Linked DNA regions of Rattus norvegicus: region 1 is linked to region 2. The links are chromatin contacts, called in public Hi-C maps. All regions are on one chromosome and are shown on one strand. Each heading gives the region's core, a stretch centred on a gene start, on an enhancer-like site or on the middle of the called end of the contact. The rest is flanking DNA. Distances are from core to core; before and after follow the strand shown. Region 1 has its middle 220 kb from the start of Tnc. Region 2 overlaps Tnc (tenascin C).

What was found. A called contact is a pair of places that touch in the nucleus more often than the background predicts.
Region 1: a contact with region 2 is called in a Hi-C map of the A7r5 cell line, with 2.7 times the contacts expected there. The contact joins two enhancer-like sites. A contact is called at or near these places in 2 of 12 Hi-C or Micro-C datasets (the A7r5 cell line and Schwann cells).

What each region holds. Positions count from the first base shown.
Region 1 is chr5:82,689,858-82,695,754 of GRCr8, reverse strand. It overlaps the pseudogene tuba1c-ps3. Among named protein-coding and RNA genes, the nearest start is that of Tnc, 220 kb to the right of the region's middle. Within about 2 kb of position 1,799, at least 9 of the 93 cell types and tissues checked have an H3K27ac peak or open chromatin away from gene starts, as enhancers often do. A contact at or near this core is called in the A7r5 cell line, where this site is marked.
Region 2 is chr5:82,388,503-82,394,974 of GRCr8, reverse strand. Tnc (tenascin C) reads left to right here. Exons shown (of 26, transcript NM_053861.2): 25 at 1,380-1,543; 26 at 2,882-3,635. The coding sequence ends at 2,992. Among named protein-coding and RNA genes, the nearest start is that of Tnc, 84 kb to the left of the region's middle. Within about 2 kb of position 4,639, at least 10 of the 93 cell types and tissues checked have an H3K27ac peak or open chromatin away from gene starts, as enhancers often do. A contact at or near this core is called in the A7r5 cell line, where this site is marked.

The DNA of each region.
Region 1 (5,897 bases), core at 550-3,049, 300 kb before region 2:
GAGTTCTCCATTTACCCAGACCCCAGGTTTCTACTGCTGTGGTTGAGCCCTACAATTACATCTTTACCACCCACACCACCCTGGAGCACTCTGATTATTTCTTCATGGTAGACAATGAGGCAATCTATGACATCTGCTGTAGAAATCTCAACATCGAGCGCCCAACCTACACTAACCTTAATCGCATTTTTAGCCAGATTGTGTCTTCCAGCACTGCTTCCCTCAGATTTGATGGGGCCCTGTTTGTTGATCTGACAGGATTCCAGACTAACCTGGTGTCCTACCCTCACATCTGCTTCCATCTGGCCATTTATGTCCCTGCCATCTCTGCTGAGGCAGCCTACCATGAGCAACATATAGTAGCAGAGATCACCAATGCCTGCTTTGAACCAGAGAACCAGATGGTAAAATGTGATCCTCTCCATAGTAAATACATAGCCTGCTGCTTGCCGTACCATGGTGATGTGATTCCCAAAGATGTCAACACTGCCATTGCCAGCATCAAGACCAAGCATACCATGCAGTTTGTGGACTGTTACCCCACTGGCTTCAAGGTTGGCATTAATTGCCAGCCTCCTACTGTGGTACCTGGTGTCCACCTGGCCAGGTCCAGAGAGCTGTGTGCCTGCTGAGCAACACCACAGCCATTGCTGAGGCCTGGGCTCACCTAGATCACAAGTTTGATCTGATGTATGCCAAGTGTGCCTTTGTGCACAGGTACGCGGGTGAGGGCATGGAGGAGGGGGCGTTCTCTGAGGCCCATGAGGACCTGGCTGCCCTAGAGAATGATTAAGAGGAGACTGGTGCAGAGAGTGCTGAAGAAGACGATGAGGGTGAAGAATATTAACTCATGTGCTGCAATTTTATACTTTTGTGGTCTCATCTTTATTTTTTCTTGTGTTTTAATTGTCCTAAACTATCAATAAAGATGTTTCCACTTTATGTGGGGGAATAAAAGAAGGCAAATCAATTGAGCTTGTGTTTAAACCTGGATCTCTGGCTCAAAGCACGTATTCTTAGAATATCAACCCAAATCAAAGCCCCTGAAATGCCTTTAACAGATTTCTAAAGGAAATCTTACATGATAAAAATCTATATTTGCCAAGCAGAAATAAACCCACAAAATGGCAAACCTATTCCAGTTTCCCATCTCTATGTCTTCATACAGATCAAAGCAATTAGTGTCCTCTCTGATGTGCTTCATCACTACCCTCTCACACATGTAAAGCCAGCATCACACTGAACAGTATTCTGTAATGAGAGGTAGATTTGCTTCTTACGGTCACCGTGACTTTTCTTCTTAACACATTTATTTTCCTTTTCTGATCCTTTACAGAAAATGTACGTCTTCATTAACACATCCTTCCATCAAAATGGAGGAGGATAAGCAATGAGGACAAATTTGGGTGTCCAGGAAGAAAAGATGCCAGGAAAAGAGAGACATGTGGAAGGAAGGCAAAGGGCCATGGAACAACTTAAGGCTAAGTGCTGTTCTGCCATTCTGGGCTGTTAGCTGGCAGTGCCAAAAGCTAGGCTGTCAGCAGTTAAGCAGGCAAAGCCAGGGCCCTCCCTGTCTGTCTCTGAGGCCATTTCCCAAGCATTCTACTGTCTTGGCTAGCCAGAGATTAACTCCAAAGTACACTGCCCCTGTTTGGCTCTGCGTCCTCTTTTCCCAAACACCGAGCCATGCCTTGAGCCAACACAGCTTTTCTTTTTCAGCACTCCTTGCACAATGGGTATGTGACCATCTGTCTCTTGCTCTATTTGCTTTCCTGCACAGAATCAAAATTACCCAAACTGTATCCCAAACAGCCCATTACTCAAGGTCTGACTCAGACTTGGTGCTTAGTGACTGCTGGTTTGTTTGAGAGACACATAGGTATGGAGAGAAATACATAAGTCTTACAATAACTCCACAGGAAGCTGAGAATGAACCTGGCCACTTAGTCATGGTGACACCTTCAAAAGAAGGATCATTTCCCCAAATAGTGTCACTTCATTATGTAGTATTGAAAATAACAGTATTTGTCTGAGTCAGTGCTGCTGGGTAGATCACATGTAGAACACATACAGGGAGAAGATTACAGATTATAAACTGGTGACTGTTTTATATAGACTCCTAATTAGCCTAATGCCCCTCTATTGAAACTGCCATTCTGACTGAAGAGCATGAAGCTCTGGATGCACCTCCCCAAGGTTGCTTTAAGCTTCTATGTGATTTTAAATGGCTCTTTACACAATTATTGCCATCTCCTACGTTCATTCACCAATGAGCATGAGAGATCGCTCCATTTTCTGAGATCTTCGATTTTTTTTCTTGAGAGACTTAAATTTCTTATCATACAGACCTTTCACTTGTTACTCCAAGATACTTCATATTATCAGTTGCTATTGTGGAGGGAGTTGTTTCCCTAATTCCTGGTCCTCCTACAGGGTTGTGCTCCTCCTCAGCTTCCTCCAGTTTTTCCCAATTCAACCAGAGGAGTTAGCAGCTTCTGTTAGTTGGTTGGGTGCACATATCTGCATCTGAATCTTTCAGCTGCTTATTGGGTCTTTTGGAGGGTAGTCATGATAGATGCCTTTTTTGAGCGACCTATAGCTTTAGTAATGGTGTCAGGTGTTAGGCCCTCCCCTTGAGCTGGATGCCCCTCTGGGTGTGTCACTGGACCCTTTTTCCTCAGGCTCTTCTCCATTTCCATCCCTGCATTTCTTTCAAACAGGAAGAATTATGGGTCAGAGCTTTGACTGTGGGATAGCAACCCCATCCCTCACTTGATACCCTGTCTTTCTGCTGGAGGTGGGCTCGACAAGTTCCCTAACCCCACTGTAGGGCATTTCATCTATAGTACCCCCACTTGAGTCATGAGGGTCTCTCACTTCCCAGGTCTCTGGTACATTCTGGAGGGTCCTCCCAACCTCCTTCCTCCTGAGATCACCTGTTTCCATTCTTTCTGCTGGCCCTCAGGGCTTCAGTCCTTTTCTCCTGCCAATACCAGATCATGTTCCCCTCTCCATTCAACCCCATCCCCTTTCCCTCCCTGGTCCCTCCTGCCCTCTTGTGGTTGCTTTCTTCTCCCTCCCAAGGGGGACTGAGGACCTTCACTTGGGCCCTTTAGTTAGCCTTTTTGAGTTCTGTGGACTGACTGTACTTGGGTATTCTGTGCTTTTTTTTTTTTTTTGCTAATATCCACTTATTAGTGAGAACATACCATGCACGTCCTTTTGCATCTGAGTTACCTCACTCAGGATGATATTTTCTAGCTCCATACATTAATCTGCAAAACTCAGGATGTCCTCCGTCTTAATAGCTGAGTAGTATTCCATTATGTAAATGAACCACATTTTCTGTATCCATTCTTCTGTCGTGGGGCATCTGGGTTTGTCCCAACTTCTGGTTATCACAAATAAGGCCATTATGAACATAGTGGAACATGTTCCCCTGTGGCATGATGGGTCACCTTCTGGGTATATTCCCAAGAATGGTATTTCTGAGTCTTTAGGAAGGTCTATTTCCAATTCTCCTAATTGATTTCCAGAATGACTGTACCAGTATGCAATCTTACCAGCAATGGAGGAGTGTTCCTCTTTCTCCACATCCTCCCCAGCATGGCAGAATTAAGAGGTAATTGAATCCTTAAGTCTAAAGTAAAGTTCAATGGGAACTAATTAGAGCAGTGCTACTCAACCTTCCTAATGCTGTGACCCTGTAATACAGTAGCTAAACATCAGGTGGAGCTTGGGAGTTTTGTGGAAGTGTTGGGGATAAAATTGAATAAGTCTGAGGGGGTCAAAGACAGAAGAGGTGAAGACCTACAGAGTCAACTAACTTGGACCCAAAGGGGCGCACAGAGACTGAACCACCAGCCAAAAAGCATGCAGAGACTTGACCTAGCCCTCCCCACCCCACAGATTTGTAGCGGATGTGCAGCTTGATCTTCAGGTGAATCCCCTAACAATTAGAACAGGGACTGTCTCTGAGTCTATTGGCTGCCACTGGATCTCCTTGCTCTACCTGGACTGCCTGGTTGGGTTTCAGTGGGAGGGGAAGTGCTTTGTTCTGCAGAAACTAGACGTCCTAGGGTTGGGTGGTACCCAAGGGGTCTTCCCATTCTCTAAAGAGAAGGTGGGCTAGTGAGGAGAAGGACTTGTAAGGGCAGGACTAGGAAGAAAGCCGGAAGGGAACTGCAATTGGGATGTAGTATGAATAAAATAAGAATAAATTATGGAAAGAAGAAAAATATGATAAAATCTATTAACACATTTGGTGCTTGTTATTTAAAGTACCAAAAATTCTTTAAAAACAATTCAGTTCCTTATTTTGTGCTGACCCCCAACCATAGAATTATTTTTGTTGCTACTTCATAACTATAACTTTAATACTGATATGAATTGTAATGTAAATATCTGATATGCAGGATACCAGATATGCAGCCCCCAAAGAAGTTATGATCTCCAGGTTGAGAAGTGCTGAATTAGATAGAGTATTAGAAGTGCTACCCTCAGAAAGGATAAATGTGGTCCCAATGGGTCCCCAGTAGGTTCTGATGTTAGAAAATCTTGTTTGCCCTCTGGTTTCTCCTTCTCACCAAATGATACCTTCTGCCCCCAGCACCTTCCTTCTGATTCCATGGACAATGAGGTGCTCATTCCAGAGGCCAAACAGCTACAGCAATCAAGTCTTGGACTTTTAGCCTCCAAGTCTGAGCTAGCCAACTGAACCTCTTCTCTTTATATGGTATCTACCTTCAGGTATTTTTAAACGGCAAAAAAAGAGACAGACACGTCTATAATATCACTATATTATCACTACTATAATATCACTAGCTTGCACAAAACCATTTCTAGTAAATGAAAGAGACAGTACTCTGAGCTGATTTCTTTTCATTCCAAACCCTATATTCTAAGTCAAAATACTTTACCCATTCTAAAACTTCAGGCAAGTACATGAATACAAGATGTGGCAGGTTGAATCGTAACCCAAATATTAATATTCTAGTACTAAGGGCTTTGTGAATGCTAAATTTTGTGGTAAAATAAAGTTTTTCAATTGTGAATGTTAATGATTAATACACAAGCAGATGATCCTGGTCTTTCTGGGTCACCCTAAATGTACACACATATGTCCTTTGATGGTGTAGAAGGAGTGTTTAGATATAAGACCCAATGTAATGTATCCACAGAAGCTGAGCCTGGAATGATAGAAATTATCATATCAGCAACTAATAAACATGAATAGATTATTCCCCAGAGTGTCCAGAGAGACATCACTAATGATGCTTTAATTTCAATTCAGCAATACTGGCTTTTGGCTCTTGTTCTCCAAGAAATAAAATGGAATAAATTACAGTGTTTGAATCTACCATATTTTTAATAATCTGTTCTAGCAGCCACAGGGAAGAAATTAATTCATTCCTGAATGAATGCTTATTTGGAAGAAAGAGGAAGTAGGAAACATAAAGAATAAATGGACTCCATGGTGGATAATTCTTACTAAACCTGTGTACTACTTCCAAGGTAAGCAAGTCCCTTTGCATCTATGAAAATATTCTGTGAGTAGGAGATTTTGAAAATCACCCTCTAATAGGCAAAGCATTTGCATGTAGACACCAAGCTGCCATACTCCTGGTTCTGAGATCCTTTCACTATAGCCTTCATTCTCTTCCTTCAATAAGAAAGAAATAATCACTGAATGTGTCATAGAGTTCATGAGTAAATTTTCTAACTCAAACAATGCAACTGCTTATTACCCTGCATCCATGTGTAGCTGATGAACTCCTTCTGGGACACAGTCACAACAGTTGTAAAGGCCCTGGGAGACACCTGCTCTTTGTTACATTTGCCCTGGACCTTGGCAGTGATTCTGGAGTGTTTGAATAAATAAAAGAAGAAATAAATCA
Region 2 (6,472 bases), core at 3,390-5,889:
CCTATGGGAGCCCCTCCAGAAAGGAAAAAGTCTTCACCTTTGACTAATAGGTGCCAAAGCCAGGTTGCAGTGAAAAGGACACAAAGCTCCTTTGAGAGGCAATTTGGTATGATGGAAGAGAGAGAACCAGGGGTGGAAATTATTTTAGTGCTTACATGCCTCAAAAAAAAAAATCTGACACTTTATCACCTGACAATGAATACCTCTTTAGCTGAGATCATGTCAAGAAGGAAGGATCTTGTTACATGGCAAGAAAATCTACCAACCAACAAGGATTTAACTTATGTTCACTTTATATCTCTGGTGAAGGAGTACACTGTGGTTTTTCCCTTCCCTCAGAATAATTCTTTCTAGCTTGTAGCTTCCTGCATGCTTTGGTGATAGTGCCTCACAGGAAAGTTTCATCAATGTCTGCCCACTCTCCTGTATGTTATGAGTATCAATGTTGGTTAAAAAGACTCTGGAGGACCTTTGATAGCTTGCTCTAAGATCTCAGCATCAAATACTTGGATGTCTTAAATTGTTTGCACACAGCCCTATGGCTTGGGAGTAAGGAGGACCCAGACAATATTCTTAAGTAGCACTATATGAAAACCAAGTTCTTAGGTAAGAATCAGACAGCACCAGCCTGGTAAACACTCTTTTTAAATAATTACAAGATACCCAAGCTAGCTGACAATATTTAGTGACTAAAGGTCTTAATTATGACTATAGCCAGATACCTTTGTATATGAGGGGCATGCCCACTGGTATTATTTTTGTTTTGTTTGTAAGTTTACAGGGTCTTATTATGAAGCCTATGGTGGCCTCAAACATGTGCACTCCCTGCCTTAGCCCAGCCTACCACATGCTGGGATTACAGATGTTCACCACCATGCCTGACTCACACATCGCTATTAAATGCAAATTTCTCACCTTATCCTCATAGGTCTTTTATGTAAAGCAAATATAGACAAATCATAAACAACAACCTTAGCTCTTTGTATGCCACTCCTACCTGTCCAGAAAAAAAAATACATAGCTGGTATCAGAATAGTGCTGTGGGATAGACAGAATCCACGGGATGCCTGCAATTTTCAGAGGAGAAAATGAAGGTTTAGAGGAAGCTCAGCCTGTGCCAGGTCACAGTAAGAAAGGCAAAGAGATGGACTTGAATGGAACTTTCCAGAACCACCTGCAGCCTTCTTTCTTAGCATATAACAGTGCTTCTGTCAAAGATAAGTCTTGGGGGCGGCTTTGATCTTCAGTCTAGTCTGAGGTTCAGTGCCAGCATTCCTAAGGATCTTTCAGTTCTAGCCTTTGATTCTGCCCTTGCCAACCTCACAAGACTTTGATTTGGGGGGAGTCTTTATTCTTTCTTCTCTTTTTTTCTCAATCAGGTGACTCCATGAACTATCACAATGGTAGATCCTTCTCTACCTATGACAAGGACACAGACTCAGCCATCACCAACTGTGCCCTGTCCTACAAAGGAGCTTTCTGGTATAAGAACTGTCATCGTGTCAACCTGATGGGCAGATATGGGGACAATAATCACAGTCAGGTGAGTAGTCTGACAAGTCTGGGGAAGCAAGATGTGCATAAGGAAAGGACACTTGAAGTAGAAAATGTGTTATCTTCCAAAACAGTGAGAAATCTCAATGACATGGAAGATGAGCTAAGATTAAGAAACAGCACAGTGTAACTCTTAAAGAGTCTAAGGGGAACCACTGTCCAAATAGGTCACAAATTTAGAACTTTCCCCACAGAGAAAATTGCTGTTAGAACTCTGTAAAGCTGATGAAAGGGGATGCTATTCAAGGGAAACAGGGATGATATACACCCTGGCAGAGCACAGACCCACAAGCATCTTCATAGTCGCAAGAAGGACCTAGGTAGAAGGCATGAACTTCAAATCCCCTTTGCTTTGCAAAGATACTCATGCCCTGTGAAAGCTGACCTTCCTCAGGTCCCAGAATAATATTGGAAGCATACCCAAAGCCTCATATGCGTAGACCCCCACCCTCTGTTTTTTCCACAAACCCCATCCAAGTCTAGTACAACTCCCATCGTAGCATATTTCTGAGCTCAAGAAAATACAAATCACATGCAGTGAGACTGAGGCCCACAGGAGTTGTTGTTCAAGACCCTTTATCTCTTTTACAGTGTGTGTGTGTGTGTGTGTGTGTGTGTGTGTGTGTGTGTGTGTGTGTATGTGTATACATGGTATATGTACGGAGACACACACATTTAGACAGCAATGTAGTCTGCTCCCTCCTCTCACCTTTTTGTGGGTTCTCGGGATATAACTCAGGTTTGAGAGACAAACTCCTTTCCTTGTTGAATCATCCCCTCAGCCCTCACACGGATGTGCTGCTCTGCAACCCTAACACTGCATGTCAGTCTGCAATGCTTTTACTCTACCCACATTCATTTTTGCTGTTCTATGCTAGACCCTTAGTAAAATACCCCTATCAGTATCCTGTGAATTAACACACACACACACACACACACACACACACACACACACACACACACACACACACACACTGCACCCAGCTGCTCAGTAACCTCATCTTGACCTGAATTCTTACACCCTTTTTCTTAAAAACAGAAATTAATGTCAGTTACCATTTTATTTCAAGATGGCTGTCCAAGGCTCTGCCTAAATCGTGATGACTCCTAATGATGGGTAAAGAATTAATTTAGATTCAGCTGGCCCTTTTGAAAGGTTTTACACACAGGCCAGCAAATACAGAGTCAAGAGACAGTTGCCTGTGAAATGCCAAGTGGTTATAAGTTGGAACAAACCCCTTTGTGTTTTGATGACTAAATGGTGATGGTCCATGAACATGTGTCCAAATGGAAACTAACCCAGAGGGCTCTGGTTTTTTTTTCACAGGGTGTTAACTGGTTCCACTGGAAGGGCCATGAGTACTCAATCCAGTTTGCGGAGATGAAACTAAGACCCAGCAACTTCCGAAATCTGGAAGGCAGGCGTAAGCGGGCATAAATCCCAGGGACAATTTGGTGAGAGAGGAATGGGGCCCAGAGAAAACAGGATTTTTACCAAAGCATCAATACAACCAGTCCAACGGTGAAGCTATCCTTGGGCATTTGATGGGCATCCAAGCAGACCATGGATCACTGAGGCACTGACGTAGGCCCCTCTGCAATTACTTCCTTTGCACCAAAGACAACAGTCTGCAACTAGTTTCTGCTTTTTTGTTTGATTGAGCAAAGTCTCCTAGCGACAGCAACACCGTGATTTTTACTTCTACTGGGTGGTTCTGGGAATGGGAGAGGGGCGAGCTGGCTATCCAGCGGACATAGTCATTTTCAGAGCCAGCTATATTCTACACAAAGCTGTTCAATTGTTATTGGTTGGGTCGCAAAGATAAAACATACGTCATTGGAGGTTACCCCTTGCCCTGCGCCCCACTGATGTTTTGTACATTTCCTACAACTGAAGCCAGAAAAATGATATTGTTTAAATTTCAAGGACATTAATATTATTAATATAATAATGGTGATGGTGATGATGATGTTGAAAACTGAGGACTTTTAAAGAGACATTCCCTTCCCAAATGTGTCTGGACAGTACCTGATTGTATTTTTTTGTTGTTGTTTTTTAATAAAAAGCACAGTACTTTTCAGTCTGGCTGTCATTTTGATTTTCATTGTCAAGTCTGAATTTGGCCAAAACCAGTCTATCAGAACAAAGAGAGGGATGCTGAAAAGGAGAGGGAAGGGGTCACAGGGCTCAATTCCAGGGAAGAAAAGAAGAGAGAGAAAACAGGAGGCAGAAAGGGAAATAAACTAGAGCTTCTTTCAACTAGAAAGTTGAAAGAACTTACATCCTAAGAAGGAACTTCGTGCTTGTCATTTTCATGGTTGGTGTTTTTCATTCTTCATGATTTATGTTTTAAAGATGCCTTGATGTCTATTTTCTAGTGAAGTCTGGAAGTTCTATCATGAGAAAAAGATTGGGAACATTGGCAGACCTCCCAAACTCAACCAAACTGCCTAACTTCTATGAGCCTCAATTCTCTGTTCTGTAAAGGAAATGCCCGTTTCTTCTTTATAGTATTTCCATGAAGAGTTAGCTGTGCATCCAGGAGAGCATCTAGCACAGTGCTTGGCAAGCATGAAGACTCTGACTGTGACAGTAGAGATACACTATCAGTTCCTATGGCTTGACTCTGGCTATTTACCCATAGTAAACAGAGCTGCTTAAACCTGCTTAAACCATTGACCCCAATGTCTCTGTTCCCTCTTTTGTCAGCCCCTGATGAAAATCTCTCCCTTTTGGTTTTTGATGTGCCACAGTAACAGGGTTCTAATAACAAATTAGAATTGGCAAAATTCAACTGTCTGGTATGTGGGGGCACTCTTGAATTATTAAATCTAGAAAATACACCACATGTCTCCTCCCCCTATATCAAAGGACTTAAGCAGAAGAGAAGCTCTAAACTGAGTCCAGATACTTAAAGGTACCATGTACTCCCTACCCAGCCCAGCAGGTATGAGCCTGTCCAGCAATGCAGTGAGTCAGAATCCTGGGCTGTAGCCTTTCCCTTCAAACCAAGCACAGGGCAATCCCCAACTCATAGTCTTAAAGATTCTCAGCAAATTGGCTTATTTAACGAAAGTGGTTAGGCCTCTGGGACCTCATTCAAATGGAATGTAGTGGTTAAGAAGCCAGGATGAGAGGAATTCATGGCTCCAGCCAGATCCTCTGCTGCTGGGTTTATCTTGCTTTAATAAATGCTGTCACGTTACATATACAATTTGCTGTTCCAGATCATAAGACCCATAACCTGCAACTCGGCCATAGCAACGTTGTCCTGGCTGCACAAACCCAAACAACTGGCTCTCTGTAACAACTAGGCCTTAAGATCGAGGCTTAACTCTCCACTGGCCACTGACTTGGAAGTGCCTAAACCCAAATCCCTTCTCTCTTCAGAGCTGTAGATAGGCCTAGCTGCTAAGAGGCCTCCTAGGACCCACACAAGAATCAAGTGCTCATTAGAAAGGGGGCTATATCAGACAAGGGTCCTTAATTAGAGCCTTGGGAAGAATTTAGATGCCCTTTTAAAACAGTGGTTCTTATCCTATGGGTCATGAGCCCCTTAGGGGTCACATATCAGTTATTTACATTATGATTCACAACAGTAGCAAAATTACAGCTATGAAATAATTTTATGTTTGGGAGGCCCTACAACATGAGGAACTTGTATTAAAGTATTAGGAAGGTTGAGAACCATTGCCATAAATGGAAGCTGGGTAACAGAGGGGTCTGAGACTACAGTGTTCAAAGCTCAACACATCTTTCAGTCTCTGACCCTATGACTTTTCCAAGCAGTTGCCTCTAACTGAGAAAGTCTCTTCAAGCTATAGGCTACACACAATTTGTCCCCTGACATGAGCCAAGCAAAGTCACCCCTGAGATTAATATCCAAGATGTTCAGTGACTCCTAAGATCCTTTGGTTATCCACACTCCTCCTTTCTCTCTGTTCTGTGGTCCACTCCAAGGTTATTCCTGTAAATCATACCAAAGTCCTCCAGAATCTGGTAGAATATGATAAACGGGAGGCACCAGCAGTACACTGAAGGGAGATGGAGGGTGGGGGTGAGTCACGGGACCTATTTTTCACTCCATCTCTGTGCCACAACTGTAGGATTAGGATGATATATTCCTTCCTGAGGTTCAGCCATAGCAGTTGACTGTGTATACATCTTTTCCTTCCTGAAGTTCAGAGAGCTGACGTTCACATTTACTCCTTCAGACCTACCGAGTTGCTGCCCCAGACACAGACTTGGGGAGTTGTGCCAGCCCTGTGGTTCTGCTCCATTGGCAGACACTTCTCAGAGATTCTGAGAAGTGGCTCACTCTTAGGACTGCCTAGATGCTTGGAACCATTTTGTTTGTTTGTGTTTTGTTTTTTATTGGAAATTTTTTATTTATATTTCAAATGTTATTCCCTTTGCTGGTTTCCCGTCCATAAGCCCCCTATCCCAGCCCCTCCCCTTCTTCTATAAGGGTGTTCCCCTCCCCAAACACTCCCCCTTCCCACCTCCCCACCCTGATATTCCCCTACACTGGGTTATTGAGCCTTGGCAGGACCAAGGGTTTTTCCTCCCTTTGATGCCCAACAAGGCCATTCTCTGCTACATACGGATCTGAAGTCATGGGTCTGTCCATGTGTAGTATTTGGGTTGTAGTTTAGTCCCTGGAAGCTCTGGTTGGTTGGTATTGTTGTTCTTATGGGGTTACAAGCCCCTTCAGCTCCTTCAATCCTTTCTCTAATTCCTCTAGTGCGGACCCTGCTCTCTCTCAGTTCAATGGTTTGCTGCTAGCATTTGCCTCTGTATTTGTCATGCTCTGAATGAGCCTCTCAGGAGATAGCTATATCAGGCTGCTTGGAACCATTGTTAAACCTATGTTTCTCCTATACATTCTTATTCTTGTCTCTTTTCTTTTACACTAGT